Linked DNA regions of Ovis aries: region 2 is linked to region 1. A link is a contact called in public Hi-C data. All regions are on one chromosome and are shown on one strand. The core of a region is the stretch at or near the end of the contact, and the rest is flanking DNA. Distances in the headings are between cores, read along the strand shown. Region 1 overlaps MYLK2 (myosin light chain kinase 2). Region 2 has its middle 9.2 kb from the start of HCK.

Region 1 (7,787 bases), core at 1,996-4,495:
TTGTCACTTTCAGAAAGTCTGCCAGCCAGTGGTCATATCCGTAGCTTGAAATCAACCACAGTAGGAATATTTACACCAAGGAAATTGGCAGATGTTATAGATCAGGTCTCTCCCTAGACCTGCTCCCCCAGAGCACTGGATCACTGCCTGGACTGTTCCATTTTCCATTATTCCATTCCTTAGAATATCTCACCTTCCACGCCACTTCCTCAGAGAAGCCTAATGCCACCTAACCCTATCTGAGCGGCTCCACACACCCTGTTCCTTCCTGGCTTTACTTTTCTTAACACTGTCTCGGCTCCGGACACCACACTTTTTATGTTTTGGATTGGTTTTAGTTGTCTGTTCCCCTTCTCTAGCATGTTAGGACTTGTTCGATGCCATTTCCCTAGCACCTGGCACAGTACACAGCACTGTGAAAAAGTACCCAATAATTAGTCAATCAATAGCTGACTCCAATTAATTTACACATCACATTTGAGCATCTCCGCTGAGCCAGGTCCATGATAGAGGCCTGGGACCTGAGCCCCGTTAAGTGGAAGCAACAGAGAAAGAGTCACAAAGAAGATCTTCCCCGACCTCCCAGCACTCCTCCGGAGCTGCTTCTCCTGCTCCTTCTGGGCTCCAGGCCTCTGCATGTGCTGTCTCTGCTCCCCTGGTCTTGATCTCGACTCAAGGGTTCCCACCTGCCATTTCTGATCCTCAGGCCTTTCTATCCACAGTCTCCTCTGTCTGAAAATCTCTCCCCTGCCTTTCCCACTGGAAAACAGCTCCTCCTTCTTCAAAGCCTTCATTCAGGAGACTCTTTGCTGACCTGCGGGTGAGTCAGGAGACTCCACTGTGACAACTCCTCTCCCCACCCTCCCGCCCTAGCTTTCCTGAGTTATGTAGCTCTCCCCATGCCAGGCTGCTAGGTTGCCATCACCTCCTCACACACCCGACTCCCTCACTCCACATGAGTCTATCATTTACTCCTTGAACGCACACTGCTCTGAACCAGGCCCCGGGCTGGTGTTGAGGCCTGTTTCTCTTGCTGTTCTCAGAGGGCAGGGACCACCTGGCTTCCCTCAGGGACCTCCAGTGCACAGCATAGCATCTGGCCCAGAGCCTGTGCTCATCAGCCCTTACTGACTTGAACCAGAGGGCTTGAAGGGAAAGTCCCCAAGATAAATTCACCAACTGTGGGGTGAAGTTTATGGTCAGGGGCATCAGGCCCCTATGGCAGGACTGTCCGCCTGTCTATCTGTTGATCTGTGTGATATCTTTGGAGCATCAAGCTTCACACCCCCAGCCCCTGGTGCATACGTGTGGGTGGCAGGAGGAGAGAGGCACCCACTCCAAGGTTCCCCTCCTCCTCCCCACAGCCAGACTGCACTACCTTGTCTTTGGGTGTCTGTTTCTTGATGACCTTGGCTGCCAACTTGAGGCCTGTGGCCTTCTCTGTGCAGGTACAGACCGCTCCAAACTTGCCGCTGGAGAGAGAAGAGGCTGAGAGTAAGGGAGTTCCAAAGGCCAAGTTGGGAGGGGTGTGGGGGGTGCTGTGCTCTGTTCCCTGTGAGATGGGGAAATCCCAGCCAGCTCCAGTACCCTCCCAAAACGTGAGCTCTACTGCAGAGACCACGGCTGACCCACACAAATCACAGGCTCAGGCAGGATAGGCTCATCAAAGGACAGCCCCTGATGGGCACCTCACAGGCAGGCAAGGGCTCCAGGCCCCGGGGGAGGGAACTTCAGGACTTCTAACAAAACAGGGGATCACCCTCAAGGGGTCAGTGTGGTACTCCAAACTGAGACACACAGGACAGTATTACGTGCTTCCTACGGGACACACCTAATGACCAATGGTGTGTTTGTGTGAGTGACTGACACACCAGCCATTTAACAGCCTGCACACAGACAAGTGAGACCACATGGAAGAAGTTGTGACCGTGTGGCTCACGTCTGATTGGAATGTCTGGGCCTTCCATGGGGCAGATGTAAGGCCTGGGGACTTCATGCTCTCCTGCCCATGGGCCAGGGGCTCGGGGCCCCAGCTCTCACCCGCCCAGTGCCTCCTTGGAGTTCAGGCTGAATTGATTGTTGATGTTCCCGGGCCTCAGTTCCACAATGCGGTGGGGGAAGGGGGCTGGGGGCGGTGGGCAGTCATCTGTGGAGCAGAGCAGAGCCATTTCGGTCAGTGCTGGGGCTGCTAAGGACTCACCCTGGCACCATGCCCTCCTGCCTGGCCTAGGCCCCGTCCAGGGGTGCTCACCAAGTGATACCTGGGAGACAGTTGGCTCCAGGACAGGGGCTAGGGGCCCAGTTTCCAAAGTCAGCTCTGCCACCAACACTCGCCCTCCTTGGGAGGCCTTTGTCAGAGGGGGGCTCAGCTTCTCCCGGCACAACAGTGGGTACGGCTGATTGGACTCCTCAGACCCTCCCACATTATAAAGTATGAAGACTCCATCCCAAAGTTTTGCATTTCCATTTTTAAAAAGGGCGGAGCGGGGCGGGGTGGGGGTGGGGAGTTCGCAACCGAGAGCTCCCTGGTGGCTCAGAGAATCTGTGTGCAATGCAGGAGACCAGGGTTCAATCTCTGGGTCGGAAAGATCCCTTGGAGAAAGGAATGGCAACGCACTCCAGTATTCTGGCCTGGAGAATTCCATAGACAGAGGAGCCTGATGGGCTACGGCCCACGGAGTTGAAAAGAGTTGGGCAGGACTGAGCTACTAACTTTCACTTTCAACTATAATGGTGGAGCGCCATGCCAGATAGGCGTTACTGTGTCTGAAGGAGTCGAGGATGGGACCTGCCTACCACCCCCTCTAATAACACCACAAGCTCTCACCACCTGTGGAATGGGTATCCCCTGGCCCTGGCCCAGGGGCAGGGGTGAGCGGGGAGGAGCCGGGAAAGGAGCTGTTTGGTAGGGACTTGCTGCCACCTAGTGACAATACGGGGAACAGCAGGCCCTGCACGCCGACAGGCTGAGTCACCGGGAATGGAAACCTCTTTATAAATAGCCAAGAGGCCGCAGGGGAAGCCGGCTGGTGATAAATCAGACGGCCCTTGGAGGTTGTTCAGGTCCGTCCCTCGAGGATGTGATTGCTGGGCCGAGTGGGCCCTGGAGGTCTGTGCCGCTGCTCAGGGGAGGAGGCAGGGCTCCTGGCTGCCGCCCAGCCGCCAGGCCCTCCCACCCTGTCTGGGTGGCACCATGCCGCTCACCAGGCAGACTGGCAGGTCTCCCGGGGCACCTCGGCCTGGAGGAGGGGGGTTGTCAGGACACTCTGGGCTCTCCTGACCCCATCTCACCCCACCCCCCAGGCCTGCTGCACCCTTTCCCGAGCCCTTTCCCTATTCACCTACTGGCCAAGCTTGCTCACGCTCAGTGGCTCCCTTCTGCTCGCTGAATAAACCATCAGCACTTGAGGCCGCTCCGGCCCTGCCCATCTCGCGTGCCCAGCTTCCTTGGGCACCGCCTCCCTCCCGCCTCCACACACACACCTGTGCTCCTCAGTTCACAGCCCTCTGTGGCTCCCATGACCCTCCCTACTCGTCCAGGATGCAGTTTAAAAGGGCATTTGAGCCCTTTTACAGGGTAACTTCAAACCCCACCGTCCAGAGTACTGGTGGTGCTCCAACATGTATGATTTTTTTTTTAACTCCATTTTAGCCAGTGTAGAAGAAAGTAAACAAGAGAGCTCTGGAGTCAGGTTCATATCCTGTTCTAGCTGTGGGTTTGGGGTGCTCCCTTTTCTGAGTCCTCATTTCCCCGTCTCTTGAAGGGGACTAGGAACTCAGACTTCCTGGGGTTGGATGACACTTTTATGAATCACCCTGGGTGAGGTGGCTCAGAAGAGTTTAGTGCTCTAAGCGAGGAGAAGGGGGAGACACGGGGAGCCCCTTCCCTCCTCCCTGGGCTCCAGGGCAGCCCCAGCCTACCCAAAATCTGGAAGCAGTCCTCCTCCCTGGCTGTGGGACTGAGGGCCTGCCCCACCTCCGCTCTCTCCGAGGGAACGGCCTGGAATTCGATTCCTCTCGAGGTGTCCCCTTGCACCCCAGCCTGGCCAGCCTGGCCTGCAGCCTTCTCTTCTTCCTTCTGGCTGCCTCCCGGGAGGTTCTTCTCTCCTTCTGCTACTGTGGCTGGCTCCCTTTCCGTGGGGCCAGGGGTCACAGGCACCCCTTCAAAGATGAGGTCTGATGTCTCATCTAGGGGCTTCTCGGCCAGTGGCTTCTCAAGGCTGAAATGTGAGAACACAGAAGGGTGATACCCTTAGCAGCCACAGCCCCCGCCCCCCGGCAGGCCTCCCAAAACCTTGTCTGCAATCTAGAGCTGATACAGCCTTGCCCCCACCCAAACACGTGGGATGGTGAATCCAAATTCACTTCATATAAAATCCGGGGATGTTAATAATACATAAATGTCTGTGGTGGTAGTGGTTGTTTCTTCCCAGCTATGCCATGCGACGTACAGGATCTTAGTTCCCCGACCAACGACCAACCCACGCCCCGTGCAGTGGAAGTGCAGAGCCCTAACCCCTGGACCACCAGAGAATTCCCATGTCTGTGTTGCTATTTTGAGTATCAATGCACTAAGAGATCATTAACAACTGTTAACAGGATTGCTGATTTGGTTAATCATTAGGTAGCAACAATTAGGGAGGTTATGTAGCTCTTGATTCATAAAATTATGGTGATACAATTGATAACATATTAATGATACTAATTTATATTACCACATAGTTCAAACTGGTATGGTAAGTGTTATTATTGTGGTTTACAATAAATATATCATTAATAACCTCACTTATATCATTGGCATTCAGGTAAAGCTAACGGATTGCACCTTGAGACTGGTGGTGTATTATAGCTCTAAGAATATAGTGGGCTTCCCTGATAGCTCAGTTGGTAAAGAATCTGCCTGCAACGTAGGAGACCAGGGTTCAACCCCTGGGTTGGAAAGATCCCATGGAGAAGGGAAAGGCTACCCACTCCAGTGTTCTGGCCTGGAGAATTCCATGGGTTGTATAGTCCATGGGGCTGCAGAGTCAGATACAACTGAGTGACTTTCACTTTCACTTCACTTTTCACTTCAAGAGTATTAGTAATGATCTATCAGCCTGATTATTAGTCATATTTTCAGATTATACCAATAACTGTATTAAGAAGATGAGTTATCTCTTCCTCTGGACATCTCAGTCCTGGCCTTGGTGAGACCCAAGTCCATGGGGTAAGGGGCACTCTGGACTCCAGATGCCTGGAGAAGGGGTCTTTGAGGTCCTCTGCTGCCTGACACAGCAGAGGCTGTGTCACAGCTCACAGTTCACAGGCTTCTGTGAACTATCACATAGTTCTGATCTCTGCAGGAAGACCAGGTGGTCAGGCCAATGCCTAGGACAGAGAGAGCTGAACATCGGAACTACCCAAGCCAGCACTGAATGTGGTGATGGTGCCCGATCCCTCCCCGCCCCCAGGCAGGGGCCGTTCACCTCGAGATGGCGGCGGGGCAGCTGGGGCTGTGCAGAAAGGCTGGTGTGCCCTTCTTGCTTGCTGCTTGGCCCTCTGCTACCTTCTTGTGCAAATTGCCTTCTCCAGGGTCCTGGCTGCCCGGGGTCTCCTGCTCAGCCTCGGGCTTTTTGACGTCGGCCTTGGCTGTTGCTGTCTCCTGGGGCAGGGCTGCCAGCTGCCCAGCAGAGCCCTCCGCAGGCTCTCCCTGCAGGCCTCCTTCTCCCTCAGGGCCCTGGCTGGTGGTTGAGGGTTGGGCCGAGGCCCCATCCCCTTTCTCTGGGGCCGGGGCTTCAGTATCTTTCGTCGAGTTGAGGGGATCAGGTTCTTTCTTTGGGTCTGGGGGCCCAAGTTCTTTCTCTGGGTTTGGGGGACCAGCATCCTTCTCTGGATCTGGGGGCCCAGGATCCTTCTGTGGATCTGGGGGCCCAGGGTCTTTCTCTGCAGCTGGGGGTCCTTCGCCTGCTGCACCCTTTGGTGCTGCGTCTGCAAAGGAGGTGAAACACCAGTCAGGATCCACCCTCCTACCCCTCCCGCCCCAGCCAGGCTGGCCAGGGACAGGTTCTGGGCCCAGGTCCCCACCCAGGCCACAGTTTACAAGCACTTGTCCCACTGAACTTCTGGGGCCATTCCATGGGCTCCCAATATGAGCTGTCTGGGCCTCTGAGGCCCTGGGTGCAGGGCTCTGGGCCCTGGTGGGCCTTGAGCCCACCCCTCAACCCTCACTCTGAGTGTTCAGGCCTCATCCACGGGGACTTCACATTTTCCCAGTCTCTCTGGGGAAGGCTTCCTGTGGGCCCTTGACCCAGTCCTACCCTATCCAGAGATAATTCTGATATTTGGGTCCTCCATGTGCCACACAAAGAAGCCTTGGGCACAGAACTCCCACTTCGAATCCAGAGCACCGGCCCAGCTCTGGATTCAAACACCCCTTCCCAAGCTCCTCCCTCCACCTCCGGCCCCCGCTTGGCACCTGTTGATGAGCTTGGGATTTCTAGCTCCACTGCTCCGTTTTCTGTCGCCATGAGGTAGGGAGGCGTGTGCTTCTGCTTGTCTAACTCGAGTCTTTCCAGCTGCAGAAAGAAGAGAAAGGTGTGTCGGGCTGCTGAATGCCTCCTCCTGTCTGGCTGAGAGGAGGCAGGGGCCAGCCGGTGGAGGGGACAGAGGCACCTGGAGTGGAGAGGGGCGACCTGGTGTCTGTCTGTCTCGCAGCGGCTGCCCGGGAGCCGTCCTGGGCAGTTGTAAGGCCGGGGCCCAGTGGGCAGAGGCGGAGGCAGGGGTGCAGGCAGAGGAGGCGGGGACGGGGGAGAGGATCTCTTACACCAGGGGCCATGCAACTCGGACTGCCACCACCTGTCACTCTTGGCCCCCATTCAGAGGACACGGCATTCTTCCCGTGGACCGACCCGGGGGAGAGTGGTGTTGGAACAAGCAGGAAGAGAAAGCAGGAGGGGGCACCTGGGGCCCCGGGGGAGCAGCCTTCTCCCAGACCTTGCCTGGTATCTCTGATTTGGGACAAGATAGATGAGGGAGCTCTCAGACAGGGCTGAAGGGCAAGACTATGCTCAGGCCAGGCTCTGGCTCTGCCAACATCTCCTGGGGTTCCCCGGAGTCTGGTTGGAACCACACAGGCCCAGGTGTAGTCACCCTGACCCCAGCACCCCGCTCTGCGTCCACAAGCCTTGTGCCTGGCCTCCAGACCAGCGTGGAGCATCTTTGAGTAAGAAAACGTCTCAGGAGCACTTGCTCAACTTGCCTGTGGGCCTGAAAGCCATTTCTTTTGAAAATGTCTTTTTCCTGGGCTCCTGGGGAGATGGATGCTGTCCCAAACAGCTGTGAGAGATGGTCAGTGTTTTTGCTCCTCTGAGCTGATGCAGGTCTTTCCAATGGCCCACTGGAAACTGGGGGTGCTGGCTGGTGGAGAGTCTTTTCCAAGGATCCTCCTCCACAGCGGTGACCCAGTGGTGACCCACTCCAGCCCAAGGTGTTCAAGCAGAGATGGGATGGGGAGAGGTATGATCCAAAGGGCCTTCCATCACCCAGGGATTGTGCCCAGAGCTTCTCTGCAGGCCACCTTGAGTACCAGCCCCAAGCTGAGTACGTTGGAAATAGTTCTGGAGTGGATTCAGGATTGGGTCCAGGTCCTGACTGTGGTGACCCATCCAGTCACTCCAACCCCACTCCAGGGCCCAGCTCCTCCAATGATCAAATAGAGGAAGCAAGTCTTGCCCTCCATTGAGACAGGGAAGGGGACAATGGCTTGAGGATACAGCACATCTGAACAGTAGGAAATTGTGTAGCTG
Region 2 (7,787 bases), core at 3,451-5,950, 190 kb before region 1:
TAATTGTCTTTCTACACACTCGCAATCAACAAACTGAAAATAAAGCTAAGAAAACAATTTCACTTACAATATTAATGAAAAGAATAAAATACTTGGGAATCAATTTAACAAAAGAAGTGCAAGATACTTGGAAAACCAAGAAACATTTTTGAAAGAAGCTTAAGAAGACCTAAATAAAGTCATCTCATGGGATGGAAAAGACATCCCCTTTGCGGACTAGAAGACTTAATATTAAGATGATGACACTCCCCAAAATGGTCAACCAAATCCCTATCAAAACCCCAGGTATCTTTTTTAAACAATAAAAATAGACAAGTTCACCCTAAAATTTGCATAGAAATGCAAGGAACCCAGAACAGCCAAAACAATCTTGAAAAAGTAAACACTGAAGGACTCACTCTTTTTAATTGAAAACTTAACTACAGTAATCAAGATAGTGTGGTTACTGGCATAAATGTAGAACTATAGATCAATGGAACAGAATTAAGAGTCCAAAAGTAAATCCTCACATTGACTGCCAATTGATTTTCAACGAGGGTGCTGAGACAATTCAATGGGAAGAAAGAATAGTCTTTTCAACAAACGGTTTTGGAACAATTGGATATCCCCATGCAAAATAAGTTGAACCCCTATCTCACACCACCCACAAAATTTAGTTCAAAATGGATCATAGAACTAAGTGTATGACCCAAAACTATAAAACTCTTAGAATTAAATCTTCACAACCTTAGGTTAGGCAAAGCAATCTTAGATGTGGCATAAGAGATAAAAGAAAAAATAGATAAATTGGACTTCATCAAAAGTAAAAACTTGTATTGCAAATGATACAATCAAGAAGATGAAAAGACAGCACACAGAAAGGGAGAAAATATTTGCAAGTCATACATCTGATAAGGTACTGGTAGCCTAAATATTTAAGCAACATAATTCAATAATAAAAAGACAACATACTTGAAAAGTGGGCAAAAGATCTAAATAGGTATTTCTCCAAAGAAGCTATACAAGTAGCTAATAAGCACATAAAAACACTTAGCCATTAGGGAACTACAAATTAAACCACAATGAGATGCCATTTCACATCCATTAGAATGGCTAATAAGAATAAACACATAATAGCAACAGTTGATAAGACCACGAAGAAATTAGAACCTTCACATATCATGGTGGAAATGTAAAACCGTGCAGCCCCTTTGGAAAGTGGTGTGGCAGATCCTTAAAAAGTTAACATGGATTTACCATGGAACCCACTTCCAGGTGATCCCACTTCCAGGGTGTCTACCAAACAGTATTGAAATGTATCTACATCAAAATTTGTAAATGAAATTTTCATAGCAGCATTATTCATAATAGCCCCAAAGTGGAAACAACTCTGATGTCCATCAGTGGATAAATAAAATGTGCTATATCCATTCAATGGACTATTATTTGAAAACAAAATGGTATGAAGCATCGATATATGTACCACATGAACTTTGAATATTTGTTACATGAAAGAAGTTGGTCACAAAATATCACACATTGTATAATTCCATTTCTATGAAATATCCAAAATAGGCAAATTTACAGAAATAGAAAGTAGGTTAGTGATTGTCTAGGGTGGGAGTGGAAAGAAGCAAGGACTGACTGCTAATGGGTACAGGGCTTTTTGTGGGGGGGAGTGGGTAACGAAAATGTCTTAATGGCTGCACAACTCTGATAACATATGAAATATTACTCGACTGTACATTTAAATGGATGACTATGTGGATTATAATTCAATAATACTTTTTTAAAATGAAGAAAGTTCTATGTACTAATAGGGAACAAGTGTGTAAGTGGAGGGGAGCGAGGTGCATAACAGCTTCAATTATGTTTTTCTATGTGTGTAGAACAAGAAAACAAAGATATGGGAATGTACCAGCACATGCCTGGACTGAGTCAGGAAGGGCACACATAAGAAACAGCTCCTGTGGTTTCTTCCAGGGAAGGGAACTATGTAGCTGGATGAGAGAGGAGAGACGGAGGCTTATTGGTCCTAGTATACCCTTGGTACTCTCGAATTTTGAACCACCTGAATATGTTAATTATTCAAAAAATAATATTAATTATTCAAAAGTAAAGTCATTTAAAATATCAGAGATTTCATGGACAAGATAGAGTTGAGCTAGGTAGGATTTTTAGGGGATGAAGAGTCCCAAAAGGTTCTGTCTGTGCACTTGACACTGGGGCCAGCAGGGCAAGAATGATGGAAGCAAAGGCACTGAGGCTGGACTGACTGCTTCTCACTAGCTGTGACGTTGGTCAAGTTACTCTACTCCTCTCTGTCCATGCTTCTTCATCTGTGAAGTGGAATGGTAAGAGCGCTGACCTCACCAGGTCACTGAATCATTGCATGTCAAGTTCATTACTGTGCCCTCACTTACATCATCTCATTTAATCTCCTTGAAACAGGGATGATTATAAGAGGATGGCTCAGAGGAGTAAAGACACTTGTCCAAGGTCACACAGCCAAGAACAAATTCAAACCCAGGTCTCTGAGCCTCCAGTGTGCCTCCAAAAGCTTGTAACAACTACACAAACTTGGTGAGTGTGCCCTGGAGACTGAAGAGCAGGGAGAGAGAGATGCTGATGGTGGGACATGACACAGGGCTCAGTCTTGGAGAACAACGCAGCCTTCACTTTACAGAGGAACAGAGGGCTGCTCTTTCAGAAACATATTTTCCTATTTCCAGGAATATTTGCATTTTATTTATTTCAAATGCTTTGGGAACTGCTGATTGTTCTACATTCAAAGCAGGATAGGGGATGGGGAAGAGAGCCACAATGATTATTTCAGGGCCCAGATATTTCCCCTTTTAGCTGCCAAGTAGCCAGTGTTCGTTTCACAGCTACACTCTCCCAGGCAGGAGGTCACTGTTGCCCTCATTTTCCAAGAGAGGCAAATGAAAAACTGAGAAGGTTAGCCCATGAGAACTTCACAGTAGCCCCTAGAAGGTCCTTCTTAAAAAACTCCTCCAGTCTCCATCTTCTCTAGCTGCCCCCGCCAAGCCCACCTCCGCCCCTGCCCTGGCTTATTTTTCTCCAGGGAACTTGTCACCACCAGGCACTCTAATACATATCTATGTTAACCTGTTTGTTGTCTATCTTTTCTACATTTTTTTGGCATGTTCCATGCAGATACTATTCATGTACACTGTTTTATAGATGGAGAAACTGAATGAAGGAAACAAATAGAATGACGAAATGAATGGCAGTGCCTAGGATCCAAACCCATTCATTAATTCTATTAATACTTATTAAGGGCTTACTTTGTGTAGCTTCCAGGCTTTTCTTTACATATTTACATACAAATATAGGTAGGTGGCACAGTGGTAAAGAATCCGCCTGCCTATGCCGAAGCTGCAGGTGATGTGGATTCGATCCCTGGGTGGGAAATATTCCCTGGAGGAGGAAAAGGCAACGCACTCCAGTATTCTTGCCTGGAGAATTCCATGGACAGAGGATCCTGGCAGGCTACAGTCCACAGGGTCATAAAGAGTTACCCACCACTGAGTGACTGAGCATGCACGCACACATAGGTAAAAAAAATAACCATGTTATATTTTTAAAAAATGAATATACTCTCTGTACTCTTCTACAAGCTTGTTTTACAGCTCTCTCTGTTAATTCACCTGAGCAAGGTTAGGGCCCATGTCCTTTAATCTCTCCGAAAGCAGTCAGGAGCTGCCAGGACAAAAATTTACAAGATAGTTTTGGCCCTCAAGCAATTCAGCTAGGGAGACAGAAACTTAGACCAACAACTTAGACACAGAAGTAGAAAATTCTGTGGTAGAGAGGCACATGACATTGTAGAACCAAGTAGGAGGGACACTGGCTCTGCCTGCGGTGCATCACGGAGAACTTCTTGGAGAAGGTGATCCTTTGAGGTTTAAGGTCACGGCAAAGGGTCCTCCAGACAGAAACTACAGCCTTTCAAAGACTGAAGACTGGCCTGTTTGAGGAAACACAAACCTTCTTTTTGTTGGTGTCTGAATGGAACTCCAATACTTTGGCCACTTCATGAGAAAAGTTGACTCATTGGAAAAGACTCTGATGCTGATAGGGATTGGGGGCAGGAGGAGAAGGGGTCGACAGAGGATGAGATGGCTGGATGGCATCACGGACTCGATGGACGTGAGTCTGAGTGAACTCCGGGAGTTGGTGATGGACAGGGAGGCCTGGCGTGCTGCGATTCATGGGGTCGCAAAGAGTAGGACACGACTGAGCGACGGAACTGAACTGAACTGAAGCCCTAGGCAAGAGAAGGCACATCTGGAGGCTGGAGATGGCAGCAGCAGTACCGGATAAGGAGCTGGGACTTTTCCATGAGGGTGACCAGGGAGATTGCCCTATGGGTGTCTTGGAAGCCCACCTACCCCAGGTATACCCTAGCGGCAGCCGACCTCCTGCTCAGGGGTGTGGCGGAGCGGAACGGGGACGGGGGTGGAGGGGGTGTCCACGGAGTTGTTTTTCTGCCCCCAGCTGCGTGGCCACCTCCAGCTGATGGATCTCCCCCGGGGAGGAGGGGTAGGGGACAGTTCGGTTTCACAACCCTACTCCCTTCCCCCAGTGTCTCCGGAGGCCGACAAAAGAGGAAGCGCTACGCGGACTTCCTCCTGGGTCCGGGTGCACCAGAGCCCAGGGGAGTCCTTCGAAAGGGCGGAGGGATGGGCGGGAAGATGGGCGGGGCAGAGCAGGACCTGCCCGCCAACCCGCGCTCAGCCTGGTCTTCACACGGTGGCCGAGCTCCGGCTAGGTGAGTCCAGGCCTGGAGCCCGGGGAGGAGGCTCGCCTCCTGGCAGTCCTAACTCATTATTCCTAAAAAAGACCTCCTTTCTGAGACTCACATCTTGAATGAGAGGGCACATCCTACCCAGCAATTTAAAACTGAGGCGTTGTGTATGAATTATCATGGAGAGAGCCCAATATATGCTTTCAGAATAGTATAGAGAGCATTATTCATTTAAAAAAAACAAAAACAAACGGGAAACACATTGTTTTGTGTCTACCTATATACACAGCCGACAAGAACAGAGATAGTCACTGAAGAAGAGTGTAACATGGGACCAGAGAGAAAGAGGTGGTGACCTTTCCTCTGCTTTTAAAACTAGACTGTATTTGTTTTTATTTGTGTAATTAAAATAATAATAAATGAGAGGATTGGTATGTATGGTTATGGAGGGTCCTTTCAGTAAAGTTTCTTATTGCAAAACTTCCCCCAAATACATCAAAACTCAAAGACTTTTACAACAAAACCCCTATACTCACCACCTGCATCTACCATGAACATTCTACTTGCTTTATCACGTCTATTCATCTAGCTGTGCATCAGTTTCTCTTTAAAAGTATTTCAGAGTGAATTAGTTCAATGTTTGTTTACAAATTTTTGATGTGAAATATATGTACAACAAACTGCATAAGATTAAGTGTTCATTTGCTGAATTTTTGCAAATGGATTGTACATTTATATAAATTCAACCCCATTAAAATAGACATTGCCATCAATCCTGAAAGTTCCCCTTTGTCCTGTTTTAATTGCCAGCATTCTATGAATCAGCATCTCACACAGGGCCAGGTATATAGTAAGTGCTCAATAAATGTTTGTTGAAGGATGAATGTGGACATGGCCTTCTCCCCTGAGGGCAGGATCATGTCTTTTTTTCTTGTACTCCCCCACAGAATGGATACACAGTATAGCTCAGATGGTAAAGAATCTGCCTGCAATGCAGGAGACCTGGGTTAGATCCCTGGCTGGGAAGATGCCCTGAAGAAGGGAATGCTATCCACTCCAGTATTCTTGCCTGGAGAACTTCATGGACAGAGGAGCCTGGCAGGTTACAGTCCAAGGGGTCGCAGAGAGTCAGATACAACTGACATACTTACTTACCTTCAGTTCAGTTCAGTCACTCAGTCATGTCCGACTCTTTGCGACCCCATGAATCGCAGCACGCCAGGCCTCCCTGTCCATCACCAACTTCACTCAGACTCACGTCCATCGAGTCAGTGATGCCATCCAGCCATCTCATCCTCTGTCGACCCCTTCTCTTCCTGCCCCCAATCCCTCCTAGCATCAGAGTCTTTTCCAATGAGTCAACTCTTCACATGAGGTGGCCAAAGTACTGGAGTTTCAGCTTTAGCATCATTCCCTCCAAAGAAATCCCAGGGCTGATCTCCTTCAGAATGGACTGGTTGGATCTCCTTGCAGTCCAAGGGACTCTCAAGAGTCTTCTCCAACACCACAGTTCAAAAGCATCAATCCTTTGGCACTCAGCTTTCTTCACAGTCCAACTCTCACATCCATACATGACCACAGGAAAAACCATAGCCTTGACTAGACAGACCTTAGTTGGCAAAGTAATGTCTCTGCTTTTGAATATGCTGTCTAGGTTGGTCATAACTTTTCTTCCAAGGAGTAAGCGTCTTTTACTTACCTTACTAGATGCTTAATAAAGACTATTGACTGTACTATTTACACATTGCTGTGTAACAAATTGCCCCTAAATTTAATAGCTTAAAACATTATAAACAGTTATCTCACACAGTTTCTGTGGTCAGGAATCTGGAAGCAGCTTAGCTTAGTGGCTCTGGCTTGGGGTCTCTCTGAAACAGGCAAGGTAAACCTGGTTTACAGTCAAATGAAGGATTGACTGGGGCTGAAGAGCCATTTCCAGGATGATTCACTCATACAACTGTTGGCAGGAGGCCCAGAAGCTCACTACGTGGACCCCCCCATAAGGTTGGTTGCCTGAGTGTGCGGATGACATGGCGGCTGGCTTCCCCTAGAGCGAGTAATTGGAGAGAGGAGGTGATGCATCACGCTGGTCACACAGGTCATCTCCATTCCATGTGGGAGTGGCCCACACAAGAGCAGGAATGCCAGGAGGTGAGACTACGTGGGGGCTTCTTGGAGAAGGAAGTCATTGTGAATATGGATTCAGATTCTCTGAGCACTTGCTTTGTGTTGGATGCTGTGTTGGGCTCCAGGAGGGAGCATAAGTCACAACCAGTTCTTCCCATCCCCCTTACAAGATCAAGATCTGTGTGTGTGTGTGCATGTGTTGGAGATGGAGATGGGGAGGTCAGGTAGACACGGAAACACATGGGGTTGTAGAGTATGATAAATACTGCAGTAACACATTTTTAATTGTTTTTCTGTGATTCATACTCATGGCACAATATTTAAGATACATCACGAAAAGAGAGTTTCTTTTCCTCCATATTTTACAACTGTACATTCCTCCAGCTCAGAGACAACAACTATCACCTGTTTTGTATATCCTTCCAGAACTATGTATTCCATGCGGAGACACAGACATTCTCTGCCCTCTTTAAAGAGAAGGATAGCACCATCCAAAGTGCATTATTCTGCATCTTGCTTTTCTTTTTTCCAATTACTTTATCCTGGAAACAATTCCACATCAGTACACAGAGAGCTGGGCTTCCCTGGTAGCTCAGTGGTAAAGAATCTGCCTGCCAATGCAGGAGATGCAAGTTTGATCCCTGGGCTGGGAAGGAAATGGGAGGAAATGGCAACCCACTCCAGTATTCTTGCCTGGGAAAGCCCATGGACAGAGGAGCCTGGCAGGGAGTCCAGGAGGTCGAAAAGAGTCAGACATGACAGCAACTAAAGGACAGCCATACAGAGAGCTACTCCCTTCTTATTTATGGCTGCACGGTATTCTGTTGTCTGCACGAGCCCCAGTTTATTTAATCAGTTCTCTATCACTGAACACTCGATTTATTTCCAATCTCTTGTCCTTAGAAGCAAA

Evidence for each region. A called contact is a pair of places that touch in the nucleus more often than the background predicts.
Region 2: a contact with region 1 is called in a Hi-C map of skin fibroblasts, with 2.2 times the contacts expected there. The contact joins two enhancer-like sites. A contact is called at or near these places in 8 of 16 Hi-C or Micro-C datasets (hypothalamus, liver, mixed tissues and 5 more).

What each region holds. Positions count from the first base shown.
Region 1 is chr13:61,025,064-61,032,850 of ARS-UI_Ramb_v3.0, reverse strand. It overlaps MYLK2 (myosin light chain kinase 2), which reads right to left. Exons shown (of 14, transcript XM_060397686.1): 2 at 7,241-7,784; 3 at 6,458-6,557; 4 at 5,469-5,970; 5 at 3,922-4,220; 6 at 2,041-2,146; 7 at 1,379-1,472. The coding sequence starts at 6,509. It overlaps LOC121816196 (a long non-coding RNA gene), which reads left to right. Exons shown (of 2, transcript XR_006055675.2): 2 at 1-2,445. Among named protein-coding and RNA genes, the nearest start is that of MYLK2, 16 kb to the right of the region's middle. Within about 2 kb of position 3,245, at least 35 of the 54 cell types and tissues checked have an H3K27ac peak or open chromatin away from gene starts, as enhancers often do. A contact at or near this core is called in liver, where this site is marked.
Region 2 is chr13:61,216,509-61,224,295 of ARS-UI_Ramb_v3.0, reverse strand. No RefSeq gene overlaps it. Among named protein-coding and RNA genes, the nearest start is that of HCK, 9.2 kb to the left of the region's middle. Within about 2 kb of position 4,700, at least 17 of the 54 cell types and tissues checked have an H3K27ac peak or open chromatin away from gene starts, as enhancers often do. A contact at or near this core is called in liver, where this site is marked.